2 separate regions of the Mus musculus genome follow, and region 2 is linked to region 1. Evidence: chromatin contacts called from public HiChIP or PLAC-seq data. All regions are on one chromosome and are shown on one strand. Each heading gives the region's core, a stretch centred on a gene start, on an enhancer-like site or on the middle of the called end of the contact. The rest is flanking DNA. Distances are from core to core; before and after follow the strand shown.

Region 1 (3,556 bases), core at 525-3,024:
GTCTCTCAAACAAACAAGTAACTGTAATAAAAAGCAAAAGCAATATAAATCACTAAAGCCAATCCTTAGCCATCAGGTGGGAATCTTTTTCTTTAATGTTTTGCATATTTCTATTAATTTCACATAATAAGCATATCTTATATTTACTGGGATGATGTCTTTAGAAATTCCTCTATACTTTTGAAGATCTCAGAAGTAAGAAGTTGGTCCTTTATAAAAGAAAATTCAATGTCAGTCATCTTGGAACTCAGCTTGGTCTCATGATGATTTGTCTGTGGCTTCCTGTCCAGCATGGCTGCTTCTTACTCTAGGCTCTCCCCAACCCTCTGCTTCCTGGGCAGGCTCATTAGACTCCTGCTTCCTACACCCAGGTCCAGATCAAGTCAACATCCATCCATAAATCCACTGGTCATCATTGGTCTTGCGTCTTTCTCATCTCTTGGTCCTTTAACTAGACCTTGAGATCTCTGAGGTAAAACAGCTTTACTAATCTTAGGGTCTCTCAGCCTAGCATTATGCCGACTGCACAGTGGTACCCAACAACACTTGTGAAACTGAGGGAGTTGAAATCACCTTGAAGAACCTTATTTTCCTCAGCAAACATGCTTGTGAGGAAGAAGTACATTCAAAATGTGGGGAGGAAAGAAGAACTCCCTCTAGGTTTAAAAATCTTGTTTATCTTGGGATTAAAAAAAAAAAAAACACTGACTACTTTGCCAGGACAATTCAGTTGGCATGGCCGGAACCATCCCTAGCATAAACAAATTCCACAGAAGCCTAGCAGTTAAAGCTCCAGTAGACGTGGATGGTGTCTCTCAGGGTGGTCATCTGAGCAACATCTCCCCTGAAACATCTTCCTTGAGTCACTGCACACCATCCTCATGATTGAAGGATGTTGTTCTCCAACATGGTAACCCACGTGTGTACGAGACAGTTGAGCCTGAGTTGCTTCCGAGAGCATGGTTGACACCTCACCATTCACTATGTCTGGAGGAGGAAAGCAACCTGCCTCTGCTGGCCCCTTGCCATGATGGCTCGGTGACTCTGAAGCAGATTGTAGTAGGGGTGGACAGTACAGCCCACGTTAACAGACGTCTGTCTGACCTGAATTTGCTGGGTGCTTTCACGATTGCCTTCCCTGGGTATCACTCACGATTGTTGAGTGGTTTCTCTGTTTTACAGTTACTCCTCTCCCCATTGTTACTGCTTAAGAATATCACGGGCAGATTCTTAAAGTACAACGCTCTTGTGTTTTTTCTTCATAGTCACCCCTTGTTTTGAGCATTCATTGAGTATTATGACTAGCCAAACGGTGACATACAATTTCTATCACTCTTCAACTTTCTTAACTGGGACAGTAGCAAAAAGAACATCATCTTTTCCCTATTCATACAGACCCCAGGTTGGTTTTATTCTATGCTTTATAGTATACGACTGTCGATCTTTTTTTTTTCAAAACGTTCTCAGATCTGTCTGCTGAAGTCCTTTCCAGTTGGAGCCTATCGTGTTGTCTGCCCCCATCACTCCAAGGCACTTACTAGGAGAACTTTGATTTACATTCGCCCTGTCTTTACACAGTTTTGAATTAAGCCTAAAGAACAGGTGCTTAGCCTGTTTGAAAAACTCCAGCATCAAGAACTGTCACCAGCACACAGCAGTTTTCTTCTGCACAATGTGGCCACGCATATCTGCCCACTCTGCCCATATATGCAGTGTGTGGTCAAGACTTAGAGGTTGTGGTGACTTTGATCAAGACTTTAACCTTAGTCATAAAGTTGTCATGAGCTGACTCACACAGACTGTAGTCATGTGACTCAGACTCATCATGGGGTTTTATGGTGCCCTATGTGTATGCTCTGCCTTCCCTAAGAAGCACCCACACTCTGGCATCCTAGGACTGAGCCTCCATCTTGCTACTATTATTGACTCAAAAATCTTTTTCAAGAGTGATGTTTACACTTGTTCCCAGTAACCAGGCTCTACATGGCCTAGGGATCTGTGTCTTCCAGCCTCATGTTTGTTATATCTGCTTCTTTTAGGGGCTGAAGGTCTTCACTGGGTTTTCATGGCTCTGTATGTCAAATGAAAGGTTGATATTAGATGATGTCCAGGTCTGTCTCCATCTTAAAGACTGTATTTCTCTTTACTGGGGCTCTGCCATGTAACCTCAGTGGTCTGAGCACAGGAGATAGTAACTGATCATTTTGTGATGGGTTCTTACCCTCAAGATCTGTGATCCTCTGTACTAAGAGCTCATCACCAAAGTAAGACCAGATCAAGGGGAGAGAAAGGCATCCCCACTTCTGCCCACATGATGGATGCATGCATTCGTTGCCGTTCTCCTGCTATGCAGTGACTTGCCTGCTCTACTGTTCACAATTCCCCCATCCCTGCTGTGCACTCAGAAACACAACAAGCTCAACTATGCCAGCTCAAACTGCAGCTAAGATGAAGGCTTTGATGCCCATGGGATCTGACAAAGACTGGAAAACGGTCAGTTGTTCTTGGGCTCCCATCTCTCCTCATTGTCTCCAGTTCCTCTGAGATTTGCTTACATAGCTGTTGCTGTTATGGTACCATCTCTCATGTCTCCCTCAGGATGGCAGTGACAGTATTCACCTTCTAACAACCACTCTTGGTCCAACAGTCAGGAACTGCTAATGCTCTGCTGACAGCATCTCACCAACCCTATGTGCCCCAGGGTCACTCCAAAGCTATTATTTGCTTATTTCTCTCATGTTTGCCTCCCACCCATTCTTCTACCCATTCCAAAGTTACTCTCCAGGTTGTACCTCATACCTGTAACAGATTGTTCTCAAGCAATTTGCTAAACCTGAACAATATTCAAAAACCCCACCCAATTCTTATGGAATTTCATGCTTCACTTCAAATTCCTGTCTTTGCTTTTGTAAAAGCTCATGCACTACCAGATTAATGATACCAATTTCATAGTCAATATCCTTCATTGTCCACCATTTCAGTATATTGTAGGCTGTGTGTTTCTAAGGATGAGATTATTAGTGTTATAAATGTACAGTATTATAGAATCAAAACATGTATTTTGTGGGTATGCTTACTACAAAACACCCAGACAAGACAGAAAGTAAAATATAATTGTGATCCTTTCATCAAAATACTTGCGCATCAGGCTCTCACTTACATAACTGCGATAACGCAGAATAAAGTATGTTTGATCACTCTAATTATGTGGAAGCAACATAATCCCCCCAGTAGTTACACATTCATGAAATTTCTGTAAAACAACATTTCTACTGGCCACGGTTTTCAGTCTACTCTACTTACTACCTCTACACTCTCAATGAATACAGAAAAAATATTCATTGAGAACTAAGCTTCTTTGTTTTGAAGCTCTAGAGACTTAAGGAATGCAATTTGAGAATTTTTTTGTGATTTTTTTTCCCCAGGCATCCATCTTTTGCAGAAAGACAAGCACTTGCCTTCATCACCGTCATCCCCGAATGGGTAGAAGAGAGCCACAGCCAGGTTGATGAACACAGCCAGGTTGAAGGAGATGCTCCCCCAGAGTGAGATGTGC
Region 2 (3,556 bases), core at 442-2,941, 210 kb before region 1:
ATTCTTTATTTTTTATTTCTTGTGTTCTTTTTTTTTTTAAGTTACAGTGGCATTTTAAATTTTTATTTATTTCTATTTCATACACTTTGGCTTTTTGCCTACACAACATATATATATGTTTGTGTAAGGGCATTGGATCCGTTGGAACTAGAACTACAGATAGTTGTGAGTTGCCATGTGGGTGTTAGGAATTGAACTCTGGTCCTCTGGAAGAACAGCCAGTGATCTTAACCACTGATTTATCTTTCCCTAGAACCTAGAGCAGAATTCTTAAGGGTTCCAATATAGATTGAAGACCAGCAGCTCTCTAGGAATCCTCTAGACCATTCTAGAACTACTGAGGTATCCAGCCTCATGGCCCAAGAAACTACAGGACTCTTAGCTCTCCAGTGAGAGACAGCCATTGTTGGATTAGCTGGGCCGTGTTATGGAAGCCACTGTAAATCTTGTGTGTGTGTGTGTGTGTGTGTGTGTGTGTGTGTGTGGTGTGATTGTGTGTTCTTAGTCTGTTCCCTTAGTGCTCCCTGGCCAATACAGTGATGATGGCGTGGTGAAGAGATCTGTGGTAACCATCTACATGTTGAAATCACAGACACAGCAGGAAGCCAGAGAAGCCCTGTTAACTCCTGAAGGCCATAGTAACACTCACCACCACAGCTAGTTTCTGTCTTCTGACGTGGATAACCAAGGCAACTCCTCTCTCTGTTCCCTGAAAACACTGCGTGGAATTCTGATGATTTGTCTTGTGTTCCTAACTCAGACATGCTTTCTAATCAGTGAAGAAAGTGAACCAATGCTTCCAAGCCCTGGCATCTGGAAGGCCCGAGGCTCAGTGCCCTTGGGAAGCCATGCCGCACCAAATGTGCAGAGGCTGTTTGTTAGATAAGCACTCCAAAGGCCTTTCAGGGAGTCTAGGGACAGCTGCATGGAAGGACATCCTGCCGCCTCTGCTCTGGAGACCTGGGAGATCTGTGAAACATTTGCATGGATTATATGGGCCTTTGTCTTCAAACCCAGCTGGGAGTATTATGGTTTGGATGTGAAATGTTGCCCATAGGCTCAGGTGTTGAAACACTTGGTCTCAGTTGGTAATGCTGTTTTTTTTTTTGGGGGGGGGGTGGATTGTGGAACTGTGGGAGGTACAGCCTCTCTGAAGGAAGTGGGTCATGGGGAGACTTCATAAGCATGCCCCACTCTTGAGTCCCGACTCCTGAGTTAGTGTGACCATCTGTCTCATGTTCTGGTTACCTTGCCTTCCCTCCCTGTCGACTCTCTCCCTACCTGAAGCATGAGTCAACGCGCATTCTCCAGTGTTTAGTCACACTTGTCTGTTGTTCTGTCACAGCGACAGGAAATGAACTAATACACAGTCGCCCTCTTCTTATTCACTGTTGTTGCTGTCCCAGGACCTTGTACAGCAGTGGTAACTCAGACCCCATAGTGGGGCAGCTCTTTGTAAAAGCCCTACTAAGGACCTTTCTGGGCAAACCATCACTCCTGGGCTTTGCAGTCTCCCATCTAGACAGTCAAGACGGCCCTGGAGTCCCAGAGACCCTTTCTAAAGCATTGCTTAAAGCTACACTGCCTTCCCTGAGCACTATGGTTTGTAGCAAGAGGCAAACTATACCAGTCCTGTCTGTCAGAATCTAAATGTGGAGGGTTGTGCATTTACATCCTGTAGACTCCAAGGAGCTAAAACAGATCCGCTGTAGACTTGCAGAACGCTTGTAAATTAAAAATAGACACTAACACATCACTGTATAGCAATGGAGGGAAGAAGCCATTGCTTTCAGGGGAAGTCTCATGGCTCTGACCTGACCGTGAGCAAACAGCAAAAGGTCAAAGGGCATACCACACCATTACCACTCCAAAGCTCTGCCCCTCCCACACCAAGAGAGCTTTCTGCCTCTGTTTTTCTTTCAAAACCAGACTATAGAGGAGGATCCATGGAGGGTCTGTGGCACGAAAACCCTTAGATACCCGCACACAAGCATTTCATGCCTGTTTCTCCCAGAACACAGCAGCAGTTTCTGATTGAGAGAGTTTGGAAGGGTCTGTCAGGTTCCCCTCCTCCCTCCTCCTACCCCTGTTTATGTTGCAGCACGCCACCCATGCCTCTCATCAACATCTTCAAAGAAGGAAGGTTTATTTTAATTTCTGATTTCAGTGATGGTGGATGCCACAGCCAACTCTGTCAGTTCTGGTCCCGGGCTGAAGCTCAGCATCATGGTTGTCATGGTTGCAGGATAAGGTGGCAGGAAGCAAGGAAGTAGGGTGTGGAAAAGGCCAGGGTGGGATCTAGTCCCCAAGAACACACCGTTCACGGACTCACTTTCTCCAAGGGGCCCTGCCTCCTGCTCCCCAATCCCTTACATACATCACACTGTGAACCTGTTAAGGCCTCAGCTCGTTGATTGGGTCAGAGATCCTAGGACCCAATCACATGCCCAAGTCCATCAGCTGGCAATCAAGCTTGACCACAGGCCTGTGGATGGTCTTCATGGTCACACCATAACAGAAGGCCACACGAAGGAACGAGTGTGATACTTCCACGGGGCACTCAGGATTTCCTGGAGGGGTCACAAATTGCTTGGTGAGAGGGGTTTCTGTTGAGGGTCTAATGAAATTACTGGATTTTAATACATATATTTTAGAGACAATGTTTTTCTTTTTTACACCCCCATTTATATATGAGGGGTATAGCTGGGACCTGGACATAAAACAAAAGAGATTTTTTTTTTAAAGTTTGGGTCTTGCTACTAATATTCTCTCTCTCTCTCTCTCTCTCTCTCTCTCTATATATATATATATATATATATATATATATATATATTTGATTTGAGGGGAAAAACACAAAACAAAACCAAAAGGAAATATTATTATAATCTCTTTAGCAAATTCCTATACCACTTTTCTTAACGGGAGAAAGATACTTCGCAATCTGATATCGAGGCTGTAAAGCAAGAAGACTCTTACCCTGACACGTTTATTTTACACGAGATCAAACAGGAGAAAGTGGAGATTGTCTGCCCAGGGTCATCCAGCTTCAACCTTACCCTGCTTACCCAGTGTAGACTTATGCTAAAATCTGCCATGATTTTCCTTTCCTTTATTTTACTTTACCTTGGGAATTTAAAGTGTCTTCCTGTTTGTCTGGGAGCTGAAATCCTTGGGAATTTAAAGTGTCTTCCTGTTTGTCTGGGAGCTGAAATCGGGCACCGTCACTCTCAGAAAGCTCAGGGTTCCTGGTCTGTGTTCCCGGGACACGGTGTCAGCCATGTGCCTTCCAAGGTCTCGGTGGTTCTTCTATGTGGACACTAGTCATTAATCTTCGGACATTTCCCCTCATTTGTTTTCTTTTTCTTTTAAAATAAAAGAAAGTTAAGTAGACGTTCCCCATCTTGTCCCAGCCCTAGTGCTTTAGAGTGTAAGTTGGAAAGGGTGGTGAGATATGGCAGCATCTACTACTGGGGATCTCTAAGAGGCAGGAATGTGTTCCCAGCATGGACACATTGCAATGGCTCCACCACCATCCCGTGACTCCACCACCACCACC

Evidence for each region. HiChIP or PLAC-seq counts read pairs in DNA pulled down with a chosen protein or histone mark.
Region 2: a contact with region 1 is called in an HNF4G HiChIP or PLAC-seq map of pancreatic cancer cells. The contact joins two enhancer-like sites. A contact is called at or near these places in 1 of 484 Hi-C or Micro-C datasets (bone marrow-derived macrophages), 2 of 115 datasets of contacts at active chromatin or transcription factors (CD8 T cells and pancreatic cancer cells) and 1 of 9 other capture datasets (adipose tissue).

What each region holds. Positions count from the first base shown.
Region 1 is chr6:146,183,982-146,187,537 of GRCm38.p6, forward strand. Itpr2 (inositol 1,4,5-triphosphate receptor 2) reads right to left here. Exons shown (of 57, transcript NM_019923.4): 48 at 3,459-3,556. Gm35768 (a long non-coding RNA gene) reads left to right here. Exons shown (of 5, transcript XR_003956373.1): 5 at 3,426-3,556. Among named protein-coding and RNA genes, the nearest start is that of Gm35707, 12 kb to the right of the region's middle. Within about 2 kb of position 1,775, at least 44 of the 459 cell types and tissues checked have an H3K27ac peak or open chromatin away from gene starts, as enhancers often do. A contact at or near this core is called in pancreatic cancer cells, where this site is marked.
Region 2 is chr6:145,971,725-145,975,280 of GRCm38.p6, forward strand. The region is part of intron 1 of Gm32838 (a long non-coding RNA gene); the gene reads left to right. It overlaps Gm38928 (a long non-coding RNA gene), which reads right to left. Exons shown (of 3, transcript XR_869599.2): 2 at 3,124-3,556; 3 at 2,207-2,570. Among named protein-coding and RNA genes, the nearest start is that of Gm38928, 4.0 kb to the right of the region's middle. Within about 2 kb of position 1,692, at least 44 of the 459 cell types and tissues checked have an H3K27ac peak or open chromatin away from gene starts, as enhancers often do. A contact at or near this core is called in pancreatic cancer cells, where this site is marked.